2 separate regions of the Sus scrofa genome follow, and region 2 is linked to region 1. The links are chromatin contacts, called in public Hi-C maps. All regions are on one chromosome and are shown on one strand. The core of a region is the stretch at or near the end of the contact, and the rest is flanking DNA. Distances in the headings are between cores, read along the strand shown.

What was found. Hi-C and Micro-C count contacts between places; a contact is called where the count stands out from the background.
Region 2: a Hi-C map of undifferentiated spermatogonia shows a contact between it and region 1, with 2.0 times the contacts expected there. The contact joins the promoter of TCF7 here to the enhancer-like site in region 1. A contact is called at or near these places in 1 of 5 promoter capture datasets (liver) and 6 of 47 Hi-C or Micro-C datasets (embryonic fibroblasts, epiblast stem cells, liver and 2 more).

The regions. Positions count from the first base shown.
Region 1 is chr2:136,368,558-136,371,565 of Sscrofa11.1, forward strand. All of the region lies in intron 3 of LOC110259481 (a long non-coding RNA gene), which reads right to left. Among named protein-coding and RNA genes, the nearest start is that of VDAC1, 49 kb to the left of the region's middle. Within about 2 kb of position 1,439, at least 9 of the 83 cell types and tissues checked have an H3K27ac peak or open chromatin away from gene starts, as enhancers often do. A contact at or near this core is called in liver and undifferentiated spermatogonia, where this site is marked.
Region 2 is chr2:136,421,138-136,424,145 of Sscrofa11.1, forward strand. It overlaps TCF7 (transcription factor 7), which reads left to right and starts at 1,603. Exons shown (of 10, transcript XR_002341911.1): 1 at 1,603-2,054; 2 at 2,259-2,325; 3 at 2,843-2,967.

The DNA.
Region 1 (3,008 bases), core at 189-2,688:
ACTTAAGAAACTTCTTGACACCACGTTGTGAATCCACGATCCTTCAGTAAAATAGAGGGCTTTTTTTAAAACTCCTGGAAAAACTCACAGGATTCAAAAAAAAAAAGTCTTCACCTGGAATATGAGAACTATATCAAATGAGGGATGAGCGCGCTCCTGAGCACACGGAAGAAGGGACTTTGGGCAAGGGGGCGGGGAGTCGGTGCGGGGAAGGGGGTGGGACCCAGCTGGATAAAGACCTCCCACCCCCGCAGCGGAGGAATCAAGTGGGGAGGTGGCGGCTGGACGCTCCGGGAAGCCGCGCCCGTCTCTCCATCCCCCGCGCAGGACGCCTGCAGGATTCTGGCTGCCCACGCGTGCAGTGCGTGGGCTGTGCGCTGCAGGAGGGCTCGCTCAGAGGAGCCAGGGAGGCGGCCATCCAGCCGGCACCGCCTCCCCCCCCCGCCCCCCGCGAGCTGGGAGGACCGAGCACCTTCGTCCGATTTTGTCCAAGGTGCCAAAAGGGCTGGCAGCTGCCCGGACTGCCCCAGTGAGGTGTCGGAGTCCGGGACAGGAGCCAGGAGGCCGGGCCCTGGCTCCGACTCGACCAGGGCTCTCTGGAGGGGAACCTGAAATACCCTGTCTGGGCCTGAGGCTCCCCCATCTAGCTGATGCGGGGCGGCGGGGGCTCCCCGATTCCCACGGTCCCATAGAGCTCTGTGCTCTGAAGTGGAGCCCGGTGTCAGAGTCTACGAGCAGCCCTTGCCGTGCCCACTGCGCGGGGTGGGAGGGAAGCACGAGGGTGCTTGTCCAGGTCAGGGCCACCCAGAACCAGCCTTCTTCCACCGCAAGGGCTGTTTCAGAGCCATGTGCACTCTGGTGTGGGCTCAGATCCCCGCAAGTTGCCGTGCCCTCTCAGCTCCCTTTTGAGGGCTTGATTCTTTGTCAGAGCCTTGTTGAGTCAGTCGGCCGGTGCCCGGTGCGCACCAGCTGGGTGTGATGCCAGCTGTACCGTCTCCCTTTCCTCCGCCTGCAGCAGAGAGTAGGAAACGCAACACAGCATATTGAGCGCCGGCGCCGGCAGGGTGATGTGCTGACTCGGGAACTCTGACCCGTGGGCCCAGGGCCACGCTGCCCTGTGTTGCAAGTTAAGGAACAGGCTCCAAACCCCAAATGCAAAATACTTAACCAAGCAGGAGGCAAACTCAGATCATGCCGACGACTCCAAACCGAGGCTTTCATGACCTTTCCACCGCTTTGGCAGGTGGGGAAACAGAAGCAGAGTCCTTGCCTCGCCCCCCAGGCAGTCAGTAGAGAGGTGAATTTCAGTTTATTCTAAGCCGGCCCCTACTCTATTCGCCATCCCCCTCACCATCACGCCCCCCCCCCACAAGCCTGGGAGGTTCTGCCTTTTGTCAATTTCCCATGGCTCTACTGGCCATTGCCCAGCCCTCCACCACTCCCTATGCCCTTCCCCTGAGCCTGGCCAGGGCCCAGTGCTCCGGGAGAAGGCCTGGTGCCCATCCTGTAGGAAGAAGCTCAGTGCGTGGCAAAGTGGGGCTGGAAGAAGCCCTCTGAGTGAGGGTGGCGTGGAGGTTGTGCGCTCCATGCCACCTGCCTGAGGCCACATTCCAGGGCAGGAAGGGGGCTAGGCCTTCCTGCACAGATGGGCAGGTTCTTCCTTCCAACCTCCAGTTTGCTGGACAACTTGGGCAACGCAGCCAGCATCTCTGTGCCACTGCCAGATCACAGCCCACCTGCTGTAGCGGATTTTCACCTGACCCCTGCTGCCTCACCTGGGAAAGATGCGTTCTTCCTAAACCACACGTCAACCAGGCAGGAACAGTGCTTCTTTCCCTTTTTATCTTGATGGGGGATTCCACCCTGCATTGGCATTTACTCATGGGCATTAAAAATATGCAGAACAGAGTCCAGCAGAGAAGTTATGACTTCCTGCAGTTTGCAAAACTAAGAGGGAGGAACAATTGGCTCCTTTGTTGCAAAGACTGCTGTTTGTCACCAACAATGGCATTCTTAAGGAATTATGATATTAAAGATTTAATAGCCATTTGATGCATGTAGTAAACCCTTCCCATTACGGCATTTTCTGGAAAGCGCTGTCTTCGTCTGTTACAGGAATTTACCAAGTGTCTTTTAATTAAGTCCGCTCTCAATGAGACACCTCCTCGGTGCAGTCATTTTCTGAATGAAGCTCCCCCGAAGTACTAATTAGTTTGTTTTTAATGCTTAATTGATGCTGCCAACGTGGTGGTTAGGGTGAGGCTGACCTGCTGGAACTGGATGAGGCAAATCTGAGCAGGGGTGATCTCTCCGGCCTGGAGAAATGGAGGGGTTTCATTGCCCCCAAACTCCTCAATTACCGCTGAACTGACCCCAGACCCAGGAAAGGCCTCAGCCCATGGCCCTGCTCGGGATGAACCCAAGGAAGCCACTTACTCTGCACAGGAGTGGGCAGGTGAGCTGCCTTGGTTGGGAGTAGCTGCTGCATCACTAGAGGCCTTGGTAGGAAAGTGGACTGGGGGACCTCAGAGGTCCCTTCCCCCGGCGTCCCTCTGATGGGTCCTTCATTATTCATTGCCCTGTTGCTGACCAAACAGCTATTAGGTCCTCCTCTGTGCTTGTGAGTGAGGAGCAAAAAGAGGCAGGATCCCGTCTGGTGCAACTGCGTGGGGCAGAGCTGGGGGGGTGGGGAGCGATAACCGGTGTCAAGAGCCACAAAGGAGACAGGCCAGGGGCAGCACATGCCTGGGAGGGTTGGAGCCTAGACCTGGGGAGTGGTGTAGGGATGGGAATTAGACCCAGCTGTGGCACCTGCTGGGCGATTTGACCTCAGGGAGGCAGGAGAGACCCTGCAACACCTCCTCGTTTCCTTTATACACATACTTCTTTGGTCCTTGTGATGCATAAAGGCAATCGCCTGTTGTTTTGCATCGTTTCTTCTTTTTACTTTACATACAGGCATTCCTGTTGTGGCTCAGTGGTTAACGAATCCAACTAGGAACCACGAG
Region 2 (3,008 bases), core at 353-2,852, 53 kb after region 1:
CAGAGGAGGTTGGGGGAGGGCTGTGGGCCCCCTCCTGCATCCTCTCTCCTCCCAGCTGGGCCAAGTCCGCTGGAACACCCCTCCCCGGACCCCTGCCTTGCCCCACCCCTCAACACACCGCCTCTAGAGGGGATGAGTGAGACCCAGCAGCAAGCTCACCCCCGGGAAAGAGGACTAGGGGGAGACCTCATGGACAGGGTCTTCCCCACATCTAAATCCCCACGCTGAGCCCTAGTGCCCAACCGCCCCCCAGCCTCCGGAAGGGAGGATAAGCGGGCACTCCAGCCCTGAGGTGGGGGGGAGGCACCCCCCGGGGCGAATAGAGATAGGATCTGAATGCAGAGAAGGGCGGCCCTGGCGCTTTGATCCACAGCCAACGCGGCTGGGCCTGGACCCGCAGGGGCGGCGCAGCCCTCTTCCGGCCAGGCTTTGCGCGGCTGCTGGAGTCCTGTGGGACTGAACCGGACAAGCGTCCAAGACGCTCTCCCCTGCTAAATACCCTCTGCCCCAACTGCTCTCGGGAGACGTGGGAAAGTCTACCCTGAATCCAGCACAGAAACCTGCTGGGGTCTACGGTTTGCTGCCCTGGGATCCAAAAGGGCCAGTATTTTTTCTAGATGCCAGAAGTGTGCTCAGGAGACCCGTGTGGACATGACCCAAGGTGCCTGGTGGTGATATGGAAGTTGGTGCACGTTCCTGCTCTCCTCTAGCTACGGACGCGGCAGCCTAGATCTTGCGAGGGCCCGCTTGAGCCCCGCGGAGTCAATCGGCTCTGCGGGAATGCGACTTCCCGGTTGAATTGCTTGGGACCACCGACCCTCTTTAGAATCCCGCGGCCAACGTAGCTCGGGCTCCAGGCTTGGAACGCAGTTGAGAGAGTCGTCGTGGCGGGGGTGGGGGTACGACTGGAGGAACTGCATGGGGTTGGGCGGGATACTTGCTGCTATGCCTCTTGGCTGTGTTCGCGCCTCGGGCCGCCACATGGTTGAGGGACCCATCCACAGATGTGTGAGATTAAGAGCCCCACATGCAACAAGCACTCAATACATCTGTGAAGGGGTGTATGCTGGCGTTCGTGCAGTGTGCGGGAGACCTGGAAGGAGGTCCCGGATTGGCAAAGGACTGGTCGATGCGCCAGAGAATGGGGTTTTGAGGAGTCCTGGGGTTTGAGCACTGCTTCGAGCAACCCCCAAGCTCTAGGATGCCCCCAGTTCCAAGCCGGACATATTGGAACCGGGGCATAGATTCAGCTCACAGCTTGGCTCCGTTTCCAAATCACCCCCAAACCCCAGGAGCCTGTGGGACCCACGCCCTCTGCGGCTGGTGGGGAAACCTGGGCGCGGTAAGAGATTCCCTTGTTGAAGAAGCAGGGTCAAGAATCTTCGTTAGAGTCCCCGCATTTCAGAAGGATGATGCTTTTCAGGCAACTGGGACACCTCACTGGCGTACGCCTGGGAGAGCGAGCCCTTTAAGACTATGCCCACTGGGCGCGTCGGGGCCTCTCCCGGGAGAGGAGGAGGCGGGGCTCTTTGGCTCCGCCCACCCACCAGGCCCGCCCCCGGCGTCCCCGCCCCGCCCCCGGCACTCCGCCGGCGGCGCCTTTGATGTTCGGACCCGCCAGCTCCGGGAGAGGCTCAGCCCGGCGCCCGCGCCCCGCGCCCGCAGCCCGCCCAGGCGGAGTCAGCCCGCGCTCCGCCCGCCGCGCTCCGGGCTCGGAGGTCCGGTCTCCGGGCTCGCCGCCTCCGGGGCCGGCTCCGCACCCCCGCGCCCCGCGCCCCGCGCCCCCGCGGGCGGAGCGCACCATGCCGCAGCTGGACTCGGGCGGGGGCGGCGCGAGCGGCGGCGACGACCTCGGCGCGCCGGACGAGCTGCTGGCCTTCCAGGACGAGGGCGAGGAGCAGGACGACAAGAGCCGCGACAGCGCCGTGGGCCCCGAGCGCGACCTGGCCGAGCTCAAGTCGTCGCTGGTCAATGAGTCCGAGGGCGCGGCCGGCGACGCTGGGGTCCCGGGGGCGGGCGCCAGGGCCCGCGGCGAGGCCGAGGTCGGGGCCGAGGTGAGCGCCAGCCCGCGCCCCGCTGCTCCCCCGCGGCCGCCGCGCTCCGCCGCCCCCCCGGCTGCCCCCGGCGCCCGGCTCGCGCTGCCCTGCCCCTCCCTCCCGCGACCCTCGGGGATCACCACCCATCCCACCCCTCCTGGCCGGGGTCTCGAGCCCCCAGCTCTCCCAGCCCTCTCAAGGCCTCTCTGGATCTCCCCGCAGGCTCTCGGGCGGGAACACACTTCGCAGAGACTTTTCTCCGACAAACTTCCAGAGTCTCTGGAAGATGGTGAGTTTCTGCCCGGCCTGGCCCGGCCCCCCTCCTCACGCTCGGGCCCGGCCTCGGTGGGAGAGCCGGGCTGCAGAGGGCGGGAGGGAGCCGAGGGGTGCCCCCCTCGCAACTGCAGCTCAAGGAGGCGGTAAAACCGAGGGGGTGGGGGAGTGGGGGGCGGGTTTCCCGGGCGCCGCCGGGCTCGAGTCACTTCCGGTGCCCTGACCTTTATAGGAGTAAACAGACCCCCGCCATCTCCGCCTCCCCTCCTGCCCAGGTGACTGGCTAATCCCCCGTCTAGAGGAGAAAGCGTTGGCCCAGGTTTCTTGGCCGGAGGGCCGGGTGGGGGGTCGAGTCGAGGAGATCCGAATCGCAGTACTTGGCCAAAGCTTGGCATTGAGGGTACCCCCAGCCCCTCAGGTCACGACCTTGAAGGGGACCCCCTTGGCACTTGGGATTCTTTTCTGGAGCGAGCAGACCACCTTCAGCCCCGGCCGCCCTGGCTGGCGCGTCTGACCAGCTGTGGTTTTTCCAGGCCTGAAGGCCCCGGAGTGCGCCAGCGGCATGTACAAAGACACCGTCTACTCCGCCTTCAATCTGCTCATGCACTACCCACCCCCCTCGGGAGCAGGGCAGCACCCCCAGCCGCAGCCCCCGCTGGTAAGTGGCCCCAGCAACCCAGCCCGCCTTGTGCCTGGCCA